2 separate regions of the Mus musculus genome follow, and region 2 is linked to region 1. Evidence: chromatin contacts called from public Hi-C data. All regions are on one chromosome and are shown on one strand. Each heading gives the region's core, a stretch centred on a gene start, on an enhancer-like site or on the middle of the called end of the contact. The rest is flanking DNA. Distances are from core to core; before and after follow the strand shown. Region 1 has its middle 30 kb from the start of Gm33098. Region 2 has its middle 83 kb from the start of Gm33145.

Region 1 (7,850 bases), core at 2,496-4,995:
GCCAGGCTCAACCCTGTCAGGCAGGAGGTAGGTCAATGACGCCATCTGGGGAATTTCAGCTGCTCAGAGTGGACTGGCAGTGCTGTGGGTGGTGACTGAATTTTACCCTTGGTTATCAGTCATTCGCTTGACAAACATTCATTTCTCCTCTTTGCTTTCTTCCTAGGTGAAGCCGTGGCAGAGTGAGGGTATGGGTCTGGACTTATGCTACATCAGGAACACGATGTGCTTCCACATAGCCTTGGTCATCTCTTTGGCTTCCATCCATGTGTATGAACACAGGGGGTTTGCCGACTTTCTAAGATTCCCCAGAGCGGCTGCGTGTGTGTGTGTTTTCACATTCACAAGTGCATATCAAGTGCACGTGCACATATTTTCAGGTGCGATTGCATTTGAGTGTGGAGGTTGGAGGACAATGTCTTTGTATGCATGAGATCAGAGGAAGAGGCCAGGTGTCTCTTTTTGTCACTCTCTGCTTCATTATTTTTGAGGCAAGGTCTCTCATTGAGTCTTGAGCTAGGCCTGAAAACTCCAGAGAATCTTCTGGTCTCTGCATACCCCTGCCTTTTTGCTGCAACCCTGGGGTTATTGGCACATGGTGGCCATGCTCCTTTTAAGTAGGATTTTGGGATAATGAACTCGGTCTTCATGCTTCTAAGGCACAGACTTGACCGACTGAGCTAACTGACCAGTCCGTAGATGTGCCTTTGAGAAAGTCGAGGTTCCCTGAACAGGCATGGAGTACAGAGGCTGACCATGAGCACTTGGGAGAACTTTCTGGTTGCTCCTTTGCTCAACACCCCTGAGCTCTGTCTGGCCCTCAGAAGATGAAGTGCCTCACTTGTAGCTTCAGAAGGGGTTGAAGGTTGCAGCAACAGGACTTTTACACATGTAACAATTGCAGAACGAGTCAGTGTTTTCTGCTGTCTGTGGAACTCTGGGAAGGACACAGGGCTGGAGGAGATGGAAGGCAACCCTAGCCCTTCTTTCTCTAGGAGCCTGCAAGACGTGGCGGTGCTGAGCTCTGAGCTCAGGATCTATGGGGTCACAGTCAGTGCTGCTGTTTGCCTGTCAGGTGACTTCCCTGCCTGGTGGATGAGTCAGGGATGTTGCTTCCTTACATATAGAAGAGGCTATCCATAGCATCAGTTCCAGCTCCCACATTCCAGGGGTCAGAGTTCGCTGTTAGAATCATTCCAGATTCTAGAAGCTGAGTACAGATCAAGTGAGCATTCCTCTGGGGCCTCTGAACAAGGAGTCCCAGACAATTGGCACTAGATGGCCAAAACCTAGGGAGTGGGCTGTCACTGGAGTTTCAGAGTTGCCACTAGTTTTTAATGTGAAAATCTTTGACAGCTAGTTTCCTCTGGTAGGAAATTACTTTATTAAATCAATGAACTTCAGAACTTGCTAGTGAACGTCTAGCTCCCATTTTCAACACTATCAGTAATGATAAAAAGAACACCAACTGCCTATCTAGTATGCAGGACTTGCAAAGCACTTCACATTGTGCTCAGGCCACTTCCTCAGACACCCCATAGGCCTATCTCTGTCCCTAGATGAGAAGATTGAGGTTCAGGGACTTTCCCAAGTTTTATTAATTTTATTTTAATAAGTAGATGCTGAGATATGAATTGGTTCAGTCTGACATCTAAGTCATGCTTTTTTTTTCCCCATTTGCCATTTAGTACAGGCTGACTTGTAACTCTCTATGTAGCCCAGGCTAGCCTCAAACTCAGGTACCTCCCTTCATAGCCTGTTACAGGTATGAGCCACCACGCCAGCTTTCTTATTGCATGTTTAGAAGTAACAGTGCTTTGTAGTTCTTCTGATTGTACCATTACAGGTACTGAGCTTAGAGGCAAAAAAATCCCGAAGGATTCTGAGAAAGCTTTATTGACAAGAGGGAACTTTATTTGGCTTCCTAAGAATGTGGGCTAAAAAATATCCGGAGATCACACCCAGGGGAAGAGGAGAGTCCTTTGAGGCAGGAGTATACCTCAAATGTTCTCAGAACACAAGTACCTGGGGAACAAGAACATTTGGGAGGGAGACTTGGGTGTGGGGACACCTGGTAAGGACACACGACACTCCATGAAAGCAAGTCCCTGGCTGTATCCTCTCAGTAAAGAAGGAAATGAACAGCATCTATAGGATATTAGCTTGTTTCTGCTACATAAATGGAGTCATTCAGACAGAAATTTCACTGAGGAAAACACAGCGGTTTTGATAGAGCAGCTGCAAGCCATCAGCTAATCTAACATTTGCTTGCTTACTAACAGAGCTGCCTCTGACACTGCCCAGGTAAGTGGTACTGTAGTGACTGGTAGAACTGGAAAGAGTCAGCAACTGAGCAGCTCTATAGGCTAGCTCTGTAGTGGCTAGCTTAGCTGGTAGCAATTGAGCAGCTCTGTAGGCTAGCTCTGTAGTGGCTAGCTTAGCTGGTAGCAATTGAGCAGTTCTGTAGGCTAGCTCTGCAGAGGTTAGCTTAGCTGGTAGAGTACTTGCCTAGTGCACACACACAAGACCCTGGGTTCAATAACCTAGTACCAGGGAAAAAAGCCAGGTTCCAGATCTAGCCTCTGTTATTCATGGAAAGAAAGCAAAAGTGATGTCTTATCACGAAACTGGAAATTCAGGCTAGGGATGTAGTTCAGCCTGTAGAGTGCTTGTGCAGTGTACACAGAGTCCTGGGACTGAGTCTCTTGTGCCACATAACCTAGGTGTGGTGGCTCATGACTGGAATCTCAGCACTCGAGAGACACAGGAAGGCCAATCAGAAATTCTAGGCCAGCCTGGGCTACATAGTGAGTTTCAGGCTAGTTTGGGCTACATGAGCCCTTTTAAAGGTTGATTGAATATTAGAATGAAATAGTGGGCTGACAGTATATATAAGCCCATCATCTGTCATGCTGGGATGCTGGGGAAAATTCTGAGTTAAATATTAACTGAACTACTTACTCAGAAATGTAGTTTTTTTTTTTAAAAAGAAAACCATTTATTTGTGTATTTATTTATTTGAGTATTTATATTTATTTGTGTATTTACATTTTGTACAACGGAGTATTTTTCCCTGCTTGTTTGCATGTGTATATGCCTGGTACTTGACAAAGCCAGAAGAGGGTGCCAGATGTGGGCACTGAGAACTGAACCTGGGTCCTCCAAAAGAGCAGCAATTGCTCTAGACTGCTTAGCCATCTCTCCAGTGTTGATCCCCATCCTTGGCCCCCCCAAACCAAACCTGGTTTTACTATGTAGTTGTGGTGGGACTAGAACTCAGAGAAATCCTCCTGTCTCTCTCTCCCTAGTGTTGGAATTAAAGGCACATGTTACCATGCCAGACAAATGACCCATTTCTGTGAATCCCTCTATTTTATCTACCACTTTACAGCTTAGTGTTTCTTTCCCACCAGCTCCTGGAAGACAGAGATTACATGTCTGGCACACAGAGTAATCGCATTTAAGATTCAAGGGAAATAAAAATGGGAGTAAACTCTGATAAGGTACGGGTGCTGGGCCTCTTCTGGAACCCACCCCCAGGGCTCACAGAGAGCATCCTGTGTTGTGTTCATTCCTGATAGCGTCAAGATGGAGGCGAGGGGCCCAGAGAGCTTGGGGACATGTCCCCTAGGGAGGGGAGGGCTCTGATGCTGGTAGTAGGAGGCCTGGAGGCTGTAATGAGGCCTCTAGAGGTCCAAGGAAAGGGCCCCAAGGTCTGCTGGGTCTGACGCAAGCTCCCAAGAGCAGGGCAGTCAGCTGACCTCCTTTGGAGAGAGGCCAAGGCTGGCTGCACGGAAGAGAGAGTGGGAGGTCTGGGAAGGCAGAGAGGGGAAAAACTAGAGAGGCCAGGGGTAGAATGGAGGGAGGAGGTGAGAGAGAAAGGGAGAGGGGACCTGGGCAGAGGGCTGGGGAGGAGGGGACAAGTAGGAAGAAGAATGGGAAGGGAGTGAAGAGAAGAATCAAGAGCAGGACCAGAGGCACTGAGGGAGCAGGCAGAGATGTGAGGAGAGGCTTGGCCCAGTCCCAGAAAAGAGATGGCTCCAGAGGCCTGGCAACTCCTTCAGCTAATACCACATGGAGGGGCCAGGAGTGGGGTGGGGAGGGTGTTCTCTGTTGCATGGTGAGCATCAGGGTAGGGGCTTCAGGGCTTGACCACTAGGTGGCTGGATTTGAGGAAGGGGATATAGGCCTTGGTGAAGGAGAGGCAGGAGACACGGGGGTTGGGGGTGGGGTGGGGGGAATCGAGAGCAGAGCCAGAGGAGAGGGTGCTTGTGGCTGGGTTCTAGCTGAGAACAGATGGAAAGAGGCATATTTGCTTGCCTTCTTTATTCATATGCTTACTGAGAGGCTACAATATTTTGTACCCTGAGCTAGCCCTCCAGGGCCCCGGCATTAGCACTGTGTCTGTCTCCTGCTCTGAGCAGACCTGCTGATAGAAAGACTTCCCAGCAGCATAGGGCTTAGCTGTGTCTTCTTCACTGCCCGTGTCTTGGTTTGCTTGTCTGTAACATCAAGTTTAGTAGGAAAACCCTTCGGTAGGTCTTATTTAGAGGGTTAATGAAGTGGTTTGTAGAAAGCTAATTGCTCACTGGTATGGAGGGACCATCCTGAAAGGGTTTTCCTTGCAACGTCTGAGCAACTGGGTTGTGAAGGAGGAGGAGGTGTTTGCAGAGCAGGAGCTGAACCTTCTGGGCTGAGGAGGTGGAAACGGCAAGGAGGAGTTTAGGGGAGACTGTTGGGGTGATTGTGGCAGAGGCTGGTTTTGTGTAAGCTTGGGACTGTGGGCAAAGCTCACTAAACACTCAGCTTCTGGGGTTTCCTTAGACCTGCTTGGGCCTCTGCACAAAGCCCAAGTGATAGATAAGGAGGAGACGGTGTGTGTGTGTGTGTGTGTGTGTGTGTGTGTGTGTGTGTGCTTTGTTTAACTCCTCAGAGATTTCTGATGAAGTTGTTCCCACTTGATCCATAGACTTGTCCTAGTTTAGGCCTTCTGGTGGTCAGCTGGATGGATGGCAATAAACAGCTTTATCAGTGTGCAGCCTTTAATTTGACCCTTCTATATCACCTTGGCCAAAGGACACTCCCTCTGGGACACCTTCCCTGATGGCACAGGTCTGTCCCTACTGTAGCTGACCATTGCACTATTCTTACACTGAGAAAACCTGGAAAGCCGTCACAGTTGGTGGCTCACGAGCCTTATTTCTCCCTGTGCCTACTCCTTATACAAAAAGACATGGACTGGAGAGCAGGGGGAGGGAGCGATTTTAATTCACAGTGTGGCCAACACAGGGTCATCGAAAAGGCTTCTGCACCAAGTGCCGCCCGACTCTCCGGAGGGTGACTCTGGGAGAACCCTCATGTGGGTCTGGCTTTTTCTTCCCTGTTTTATTTTGCTCCTTAGGGTCCACTCAGAGTCAGGTGATTCCTAAAGAAACTTTCTGGGCAGAGTTACCTCAGTCAGATCCCTCATGATGCTCCAGTGTGTATGAGAATTTGTATGTGTATACATGTATGTAGATATGTGGATGTATGTGTGTATAAATGTGTGTATTCATGTATGTGTAAACAATGTATGTGTAGTACATATGTACGTGCATGTGTTTGCATGTGTATGTGTGTGAGATGTCTTGGTTAACTTGATTCTCAGTGCCTTGGTTTTGAGGAGGCAGTGAGGAAGCTGGTCTCTCCTGTAGCTGGGAGGAGCGATAGGCACAAATAGCTCATGGTTCTGGCAAGAAGAGGCAAAAGGGCCTGCTTGAAATCTTACTTGTACTGTAAGCTTCTAGACCTACCTGTCTGACCTGCCTTATTTGATTTTTTCAGCTTTCAGCCAGCTCGTAGGCGTGTGTGGCTCCAGGGATCCCTTCCTGTCCAGGAATCCTGTCCTGAAGGGGTGCCTGTGTCAGGGCTGTGGTCAGGCGCTGTGCTAGGCACATTTCCTCAGACACTGTCTCCTTCAGCTCTTAGCAACCTTGGAAATAGTTTCACCGCCTCCATCCACTAGACAGAAATGGAGAATGGGATTCAGGGAAGTTCAGACCCCACAGTCCATGAGCAGCACGGCCATGGCTTAACCTGTCTGTACCACTTGGTGATGGTGCTCTAAGTCACCACGCCGCTCCAGTGGTTCAATGCCCCACTTGCCACTTGAGAACACTAGAATTTACCAAGCACTGACCAGCTCTGGGGAGAGTGGTGGTGAAAGCCTTGACTGAGGGTGGAACATGCTGAGGGTCAGATGCCACCGGAAAGGAAGGCACATTCCATGTGTGTGGTTGCAATCGTCAGCGAACATTGAAGGAAAGGATTAGAAATAAAAATGGTGGTGTTAGATAGTTAAGTGTCAATGTTAGCTTTTCCTCTTGATGTATCCCTAATGTCATAGTATTTACACTACTACAGAAAGGTCTCAGGCTTAATGTCATACTAGTTGTGGCCACATGGTGTCCCTCCAACTCAGTCTAAATCTTTCAGACAGCTGACTCCCTGCAGTCTCCAAGGCAGAACTTTATAGAGCAGAGGCTGCCCTCAACCCTTGAACTGGCTCTGGCTCTGGTGGTCTCTAGCCAGAGAAAGGAAAAGGGACAGACAAGTTTTCTCAGACCAGAGTGGGGCGGTGGCTTGTTTGTTACTAAGAGTCTCAAGAGACAGTTTTGATGTTGAAGGTTCACTGTGAAAGGGACATTAGTGATGGCTCTCTGAAGGAGGGGGCCGGCAGGACTGCAGCTTCCTTGGGTAGTGGGACTGGATCTGTGGGTGAAGGTTGGCAAGGAGGCTGGAGTGGGAGCCAAGGAAAGAGTAAGGACTGTGATGGTATGGGAAGGAGACATGGTGGGTTTGTATGTAGACAAAGCCCACACACCATAAGAAGGTAGATTCATTGACTTAGGTAACTCCCTCTCTCCCATGTATCACTACATTTTCTTGCCAGTCTGGACCCAAGCTGTAGTGTCTCTGAAGATGCTGATGTTCCTGGCTTGGGGAATTTGGAATATAAAGGAATTCCTGTCTTCACACGATCTGCCATTGTTTCCTCGATGATGCTGATGATGATGGTGATGGTGATGGTGATGATGATGATGAAGGCAGGGTCTCCTGTACATACCCAGGCTGGCCTCTAATATCCTATGTAGCCAAAGATGATATTGATGTTCTGATTCTCCTGCTCCACTCCCTGAGTGCTGGGATTACCCGTGTGCCAGCACACCAGTTTATTCAGTGCAGGGGATTGAACCCAGGGCTTTCTGCGTGCAGGTCAGCAGTTTTCCAGCTGAGCTATGTTCCCAACTCCTCTTCTCTCTGTTTAAAGTCCCATGCCAGAACCCAAGTCTTCTCCTCTTGGTGCACCAGGACCCTGGCTCAGCCAAGCGTTGTTTTCAGAACCTTTGGAACATGTGTTTCAAGGCTGAGTTGTAATAGTGAGTGACCATGGGGAAACAGCAGGCTCCTAATGATTTGGTCCGTAGGGATCGACGTTGCCATGATTCCTGTGCTTGGTTTCCTTGGGTTCTCCTGGGTCCCAAGTTTGGTATCCCAGCTTTTCTTTGGTCTCCCAGTGACAGCAAATTTCAGGCTATTCTTAGCTAGAGTCACTACCGTTACTTGCAGTGAGATCCCTGACTCAGGCTCTCTCATTAGAGCAGCCTGGAGGAAACTGGCTCAAGTCAGGTCACACTTGACTGACAGCTGAGCTCTGGAACCAGAGTCTCTGCCTCCCAGAGAAGGGCTCTGCTGTTGTGTGTATAGTCTGTACTGGATATACAGCAAGCTCTCCTCCTCGCTTGGAATAGCCTTTTGAGGATCAGTGCATCAGATCCCCTGAAGCATGGGAGCACACATAATACATAAAG
Region 2 (7,850 bases), core at 1,530-4,029, 190 kb after region 1:
ACTTTCCTTATAAGTGTAAGACTTGAGTTTGATTCCCTGGTACCCATGTGAAAATGCTAGGTTTAGAGACACACATTTGTTATCCAGCACTGGGGAGAAGGGGAGGGGTGGTTCTCTGGACCTCCCTGGCTAGCCAGACCAACATAATTGGTGAGCTAGTGGGAAACACTGTGTCCAAGGAGGTGGGTAGCTTCCCCAACAGGACAATATGGGATTGGTCCTCTGACTTCTACCCATTACCTTCCCTCCCCAATTCACATAATGAATACACAGAAATGTGCATGCACACACACATACACACTCATAACACACACTCATAACCTGGGGATTTCTCAAATAGGAGAAAGGCATTTGGTTATGGGACTTCTTCCTCCTGAAAACCAAAACCAAACCAAAACAAAAATCCCCACGGCTGTCAGTATGTACTACTATCCCCCTAGTATCTTAGAGAATGGCCCTGTTGGAATTCATGATGAATCTTCATGGTTGGTTTTCTTGCTCTTGTTGAGATAATCATATGGCATCTCTTATTTGATCCACTTGTGTGCTCCATAAACAGATTTACTAATATTAAAACAGCATTGCCTTCTTTGGGAAACCTACTTGGCTGTGGTAAATTATTCTTTTAATATACTGTTGAATCCAATTTGCTAGCATTTTGTCTGGGATTTTCACATTTAGATTCATGAGTGAAATTGGTCTGGTTTGATTTTATGCGGTCTCTTTGTCAGCCTCAATGACATTCTGGGCTCCTTCTTCCCAGGGATTTCATGCCCCCTGGTCGGGATGTGATCTCTGAGATATTTTTCATAAACCACAGACTGTACCGTAGCCCACATGGCTCATCGAGTGTTAGGGAGTTATGGGATAGATGCAGATATGATGAGAAACTCTAGATGCCCGAGGCAGCCCTTAAATTAACTCTGGGACATTTACCAAGGGCCTGCCATGTGCCAGCTGCTAAATGGTGCAACCTAAAGCTTAAGTCAGCTGCTTCTCTGTGAGGAAAATTCAGACGAGCCATTGAGAACTGTCTGGAAGCAGAGAATGAGTAGAGATGTGGAAGGCCATCTCATTTGCCTGTGTTTTATTATGGAGAAACCAAGCTCTGAGAAAGCAGGACCCTTGCACACAATCCATTCTTTGGGTTCTCTGACCCCCTGCTCCTGCTTTCTCAAAGGCTCTGCATCTCCACACACAGGGAAGCCAAAAGTTAGGTTCAGACCCCAGGGAACACATTTTTCTCAGATCCTTCAAAAGGTCAGAGAAGCTGTAAGTTTTTACATAGTGTGTGTTAATAGGCTATGGAGTTAGGCCCATGACCTTGGACCTCAGGAAATTATAGGCCTCTGACAGCCTCCTCTCTTTGAGTTAGTTTTGCTCACAGGCAAGCCAACAGAGCATCAACTGTGGACCAAAGGTGGAGCCATGCTACCTGAATCCAGTTTCTGGAGAGAGGGCCATGTAATTGACCTCAGGGTCTTGAGGTCCAATGTCCCATCTGAGAAATGGGATAATAGCACTTTAAGCCAACCCACATCAATCTCTGTTACAAGCCTGCTTAGTGCCATGCCATGGCTTAGTAGCCATAGAGACCACCAAAGCTGAACAGTACACATTTCATGTAGTTCAAATAACTCCAGACTCCATGGCTTTGCACTCACAGGAATGCATCCTCAAGAAGTCATCTTTTAGTTTTCTTCTGGTGGCAAGTTTAGGAAAATGGAAAAGTCTTTGGAATTACCTCCTCAGCCACTTTAGGCTCTTGGTTTCCAAGATGATGCTTCTGGGGACTCACTTCTCTCGGTGCTCACATTTCACAGGATCTGCTGGTATTCGTGACTACTCATCAAGGTGAGTCCCATCCAACAGGGTCTCTCTTCTGGCTTTGAAAGGGTAACCACTTGGCTGCAGTGCTCATTCTGGGCATGCATGGGAGCTGGGTGGGGCTTGGTGGGCCTCTGGAACATGTCTAGTTTCCTAGTCGACAGGACTGCTTGTTTCCCTTTCCTTCCCCCTGCATCCACAGTCCAGCAGCCATGGCTCCTCCCATGATGCTTTCTGGGCACTTGCCACAAGAACTGAGACTGCTCTACAGTAGAATTCCACGAAGAACCTTGACTTTGTACCAGCTTCGGCTCAAGGTATAGATCTCACTGTAGAAAGGGGGCCTTGTGAGGTCACCACAGAGACCCTCTAGAGTACGGCCAGGCTAACGTGCACTTCTGAGGCCTTGGGCGACTCCATACTCATCCCTCACTAGATCTGATTCCTCATTTGCATAATGAAACACTAAGGTGCCCCTTTCTCTGATCTAGTGCAGTCAAATAAAAATATTGATATTGCCAGGAATGTATGTGCCGAAGTCCATGTGATAAGGGCTTGGTCCTCAACATGGTGCCTTTGGGAGATCATGGAACTTTAAGGGGTGGTGTCCAGTGGGACATCCTTAGGTCATTGGGAGTGTACTCTGGAATAGGATGCTGGGATTCCAGCCCCGCCCTTCTCTAGTTTTCTTTGGCTTCCCAGCTGTGGTGTTTTCTGCTCCCATATACTCCCACCACAATTTACTACTTTGCCCCAGGCCCAGGGTGACAGGGACAATCAATCATATCCTAAAGCTTCCAGAACTATTAACCTAAATAAACTTTTTCTCTCTGTAAGTTGGTTACTTCAGGCAATTCCTTATGTGATGGAATGCTGACTAATACAGATGGGTGAAGACAGAGGTCTTTGAAACAGATGAAGCTGTCATGAGTGGAGCCCTCTTATTGGCTAAGGTTTTGTTCTGTTGGCATCTGGTATGAGAAGATGACTTAGTCAGCAGCCATTTGGCTCCAGGAATAGAAACAGCCGGAACTCCACTTAAGAGCTGGAAGATGGGGGATTTTCAAGCTTCTAATTGCAGGGAATTACGACCAAGGTGGATTCTCAGAGACTGAGTCATCAGTAAGTCTTCTTCTTGGCCTCTCTTGGCTGCATCTCTGAGCCCAGCTCTTTCCCCAAGTTCATGGCAGTTCTACTGTCACAGTTATTCCCGGTGTGGCCTGCCTGGCAGTGGCTGCAGCTTGATCCGCACTTCTCACCATCACCGTACAACTTACCAGTCTCGGTAGCCTCAGGCCCACCGTGGGAGAGGTGTCCTCCTTAGCTTTCTCTGGGATATGCTACATGAGAGTACTATTCTATGGGACCTAGGCCTGAGTCAGTAAGGTATACAGGTAAGCTAGCTACTACTTCCTGGGATTCAGTGAACATCCCAGTGTTTCAATTGCTGTGAGTCAAGTGTGTCTTGGGGTCCTAGTTATAGTGCAAGGTGACACAGAGACTCAATGACAACACAGGGCTAAAATGTGGTCCTCTAAACTCATAGCATAAGATCTTCCCAGAGCATCACTATGGTCTTTCTCTTGTTCAAACACAGAGAAGAACTGGCCTTTGATGGATATGCTCTACCACTGAGTTGCAGAAAACAAAATGACATAACATTACAGCCATGCAGAATGTATTGTAATAAGCCTGGGGAGGCAGAAAGGAGCATTCATAGATTGACCATCAGCTGCTAGATCTCCTCAGGACACATTTTGGATTCCTTCCCTTGCCTTATGACTACATCTCCAAATACAGCAAGAGAATGTATGTGCTCTGTCCTGTATCCACACCCTCCCAACTGTACCAGAATAAAAGAACACAAGAGAAACAAGGCTAGGCCCTACGACTGCAGTAAATAAACAGGCAAGATTTCTGCCATGAGGAATCTAAGGACAGACAAAGTCATTTTTTGATTTGCTGTGACAAGAAGCTGTGGGAGTACATACAGACCTGGCCTGGCTCCCAGGAAGACCCTGGCAAGGCCTGAGAATGAATTGTGCCCACTGCTGGGGTTTCTGAATGTGCCTAGAGTTATGTTTTCCTTGTGGCTTTTCTCCTGGGCTCCCATAGCTACAGGTAATATGATCACATCCATGCCACAGATCAGGAACTGAGTAGAAGTTTGTATGCATTAGCTCATGTTACATGGTTTGAGAAACAGCGTTACAGTCTGTCTGTCACACAGAACATCACTGGGGACTTGTGTCAGTGGACATACAACCATGTGACAACTGATAAGTTGGCAGTGTTACTCAACAGCAGCTGGAGGCTGGGAGAAGGAGCAGCCAAGAGCAGGAGGTGGTCTGGGGCCTTGGAGGGCCATGTAAAGACTCATGGGTCAGGTTAACAGTTTGCTCCATAGTGCCAAAGAGATGGCTCAGTCTTTAAATTGACTGACATACATGCTTGTGGACAAGTTTGGATCCCAACATCCATATAAAAGCAAGGTGAGGTGGCATGACTCCAGTGCTGGAGAGGCGAATGGAGACAGGCAGATCCTTGGAACAACACTGACTAGCCAGGTTACTAGGCAACTTGATAAACTCCAGGTTCAATAAAAGGCCCCTGTCTGTCTCAAAAAATAAGAAGGAGCCAGAGAGATTTCTCGGTGTTTCAAGCACTTGCTGTCTAAGCATGAGGACCAGAATTTAGACCCCAGGTAAATCTGTATGAATGACAGGGGTGTATGGTGACTTGCCTATAATTCCAGCCTTGCAAAGTGGAGACAGGGGATCATCAGAGCAAGCTAGCTTGGGAAACAAGCCCTGCTGGAGAACTCTGGATGTAATTGAGAGCCATATCTTCAGTGATTAAGGTGGAAGCCACTGAGGACAATTCCCAGTGTCAACCTTGAGTATCTGCATCCATGCACACATACATACGCACATATCCACACACATGCAAAAACACGTATGGACATAGTCACAAAGACACACACTAGTCTTTAAATTTGATAGGTAGAAAGACACTAAAGGAATTTAAGGACAGGCAACATATGATCATAAATGTGTATTTTTAAAAGACCATTCTGTTTATGGGATGGCACACAGATTGGAAGGGGGCAGGAGGAGATTTGAGAAGACAAAATTCGAGGCCACTGTCTGGGCTCCGAGGATGACAATGATGATGATGATGATGATGATGATGATGATGATGTGTGTGTGTGTGTGTGTGTGTGTGTGTGTGTGTGTGTGTGTGTGTATGTGTGTGTGTGTGTATAAGGGGAGCCCTGAAGACAGAGAATTACAGATGGAGACCTGAAGTTCTTCATTTTCATTTATAACTTTTAGAGGATAATTTTACTTTGAGGATGTTTGAGAATAGTGGTGTGTAAGAGGTGGTAGAATGGCAGGGTGTCAGCTACCCATTGAGTCTTCTGCTACTTGTAGATGTTACAAGGCCAAGAAATTAGCAGCTGGGGCTGAAGTGAACCCCTCTAGTGTGGAGGGAATGGGGTTTCTAGCAGCTGTCCTAGGGGTGGGGCTGTACGGTGGCTCTCTCAGCTCACCTCTCAGAGAATTCAAATGACTCTTACTACTTCCCAGGAATTTGTGTCCTTTGAACCCAGGTTCTTTAAGGGTGTCTGAGCACATCCTGGGGAAGAAATTAGTTGAACCACAGATCATAGCAAAGCTATGAGGATTCTTACTGCAGGCCCCGTAGCTGCATGGAGATGTGGAAATGGGAATCAGGGCTGCTACAATGCAGGGAGCTTCTAGAAAGGGGCAGAATTTTCCTATTACCCTACACAGAAAGTCTTGTGGCCATTTCTGTGCACTTGCCCAGATGACAACATGCTGGGCAGGCATACTGGGTATTGTGCCTATGCTGTCTCTCTCATGGCAATCAAACTTACGGCTGCCAGGAGTGGTGACTGCAGAGGCCTCGAGGCTCTAGAAATGACTCTTGTGCCTTGCTGTTTGCCCAAGGTCATATGCTCTTTCTGAGGCAGCCTTGGCAGCTTTGTAGGCCATGCTGGCTCCACTGTGCCACACTGTACTAGATCCTACTGTAGCTGCCTCTCAGTTCAGCTAAGCACTCTGCCCAAGGACATGCCCCCAGGCCCCTGGATTGCAAAGCTCTGTAAGAGTCACTTCCCAGGAAATCTCACCCAGGACACTTTGTAATGTGTCAGTGCATTTTGTCAATATACAATAGTTCCATTTCTGCCTGTTTCCAGTTGGGTCCCAGAGGGACTTCTTGAGACTGGAGGTAAAAGGGAAGTGGTGGCAGGCTTCCAGCATGCTGACATACTCACTGAGCCGTTGGCTCATTTTCTTGCTGTACACGTATTTAGCTCAGTGCCAGGGGGCCTGCCCTCCTGAGGCCCAGGCCTTCACTAAGGACAGGCTCAGAAAGCACAGCTGGGTTCCAGACTACAAGATTACCCTGTAGACTTCAAGTTTAGGCATCAGACTCAGAGGCTACCTTACAGGGACCACTTAACCAGTCCCATGACAGATGGATAAATTTCCTGGAAAAAAAACCCAAAACCTAAGATATCTTTCATATATCTCTCTGTATTTTCTTCCCTTCTTGCCTCTTTCGAGCCCAGCAAGAAAGGAGCAGCCAGGCAAAGGGAGGAGTCCTTCCTTTCTCTTGTTCTTCTCTGGCTCAACATTGAATTAAAGGAAAGCTGAAGATTCTGCACAGACTACTACAGAAACAGAAGGTGTCAGGGTTAGTGGTGCAATGGAGGCTTCAGGACAATCTCTGCCCTTTAAAGACTTGTACATTGTTAGTATGTCCATCCTGATGTTATGTGGGAAACCAAACCATCTCTGCCACCAATGAATGTGAAGTTGATAGAAAGGCCTAGAGCAATAGTCAGGAACCATGTTAAGTGAGACCTTGCCCCAGCTCCTCTGGGCTCAGGGCTTCACTGGTGGCTGTCCCTCTGCAGATCTACCTAAGCACAGTGGACCCGGTGTTGTGTGGAGCAGAGGGTCTTAACTGCATGGAGGGTGATCAAGGTTGACAAGATGAGGAAATCTTTCTGCAGGCTCCCCTATCTACCTGCATGTTTACAGACTTTGCTAGGCCCCAAGATAGCCCTTCCCCAACCTCTAGAACTTTTGAATGTTCTATCCATTCCATTCTTTGTGGACATGGCTCAGTTAAGGATTGTATTAGGCAGGGTTCTCTTGAGGACTAGAACTGATAGAATGCCTGTATGTTAATAACAAGGATTTACTGGAATGGCTTCTGGCTTCCAAAACAGAGAGAACTGTTTCTCTTGATCTAAAGGCACCTGTTCCATGGCTTGTGAGTCTGCTGCATAGATCTTTATGTGCACACAGCAATCAATACCTCTGGTAGCGCTAAAGGTGGGGCCTTCAGGGAATGGGGTGGGAAGAGTAGTCCCTGGTGGACACAGAGTGTGTAGGACTTCTTGTAGGTGGCTGGAAAGAAGGACAGGAATTCAGACACAAAGAAGGCGATAGTTGGAGGACAGAGCCAAACATACCTGTGTGTGTAGCCTGGCACAGCTTCTCACTTGCTCTTTGATTCATGAAACCCTTTGAGCTTCCTCTTCTGAGAGATCAAATACCATATACTGTATACCTGTTGAGAGAATTTAATGAGCAAGGTCAAGCTAAAAATATCCTGTTGAATTCTAGCACCGTTAAATACCAAGCAGGTAATACCATGAGAAGAGGCAGGGTAATTTGAGTGTGGATCTAGCAACTCTGGCTTTCCAGAGAGCAGACCCCTGAGATCTGACTGCTAATCCACACTGCCTTTCACCAGATTGTCAGGGCAGCACTCAAGATCATATCTGTGGGCGTCAGAAATGGTGCTCAGGAATCAGAGTAGGTTTGCCTGGAGGAGGGTAGCAGGAGCCAGGTAGGTTCTGGGGACCAGTCACACAGGGTCTCAGGAGACCAGGCAGCAGTACCAGTCACTGAATTTGCTGAGTTTGGTTGAAAATGAAGCTGTGGGCTCCCTGGTTCAGAAAGCATTAAAAACTTCTAGGC

The links. A called contact is a pair of places that touch in the nucleus more often than the background predicts.
Region 2: a contact with region 1 is called in a Hi-C map of myocytes, with 2.7 times the contacts expected there. The contact joins two enhancer-like sites. A contact is called at or near these places in 1 of 39 promoter capture datasets (the 3T3-L1 cell line), 1 of 15 datasets of contacts at CTCF or cohesin (the NIH/3T3 cell line) and 6 of 484 Hi-C or Micro-C datasets (cerebral cortex, cortical neurons, frontal cortex and 3 more).

Annotation. Positions count from the first base shown.
Region 1 is chr7:111,176,041-111,183,890 of GRCm38.p6, forward strand. No RefSeq gene overlaps it. Among named protein-coding and RNA genes, the nearest start is that of Gm33098, 30 kb to the right of the region's middle. Within about 2 kb of position 3,746, at least 101 of the 459 cell types and tissues checked have an H3K27ac peak or open chromatin away from gene starts, as enhancers often do.
Region 2 is chr7:111,364,657-111,372,506 of GRCm38.p6, forward strand. No RefSeq gene overlaps it. Among named protein-coding and RNA genes, the nearest start is that of Gm33145, 83 kb to the left of the region's middle. Within about 2 kb of position 2,780, at least 44 of the 459 cell types and tissues checked have an H3K27ac peak or open chromatin away from gene starts, as enhancers often do.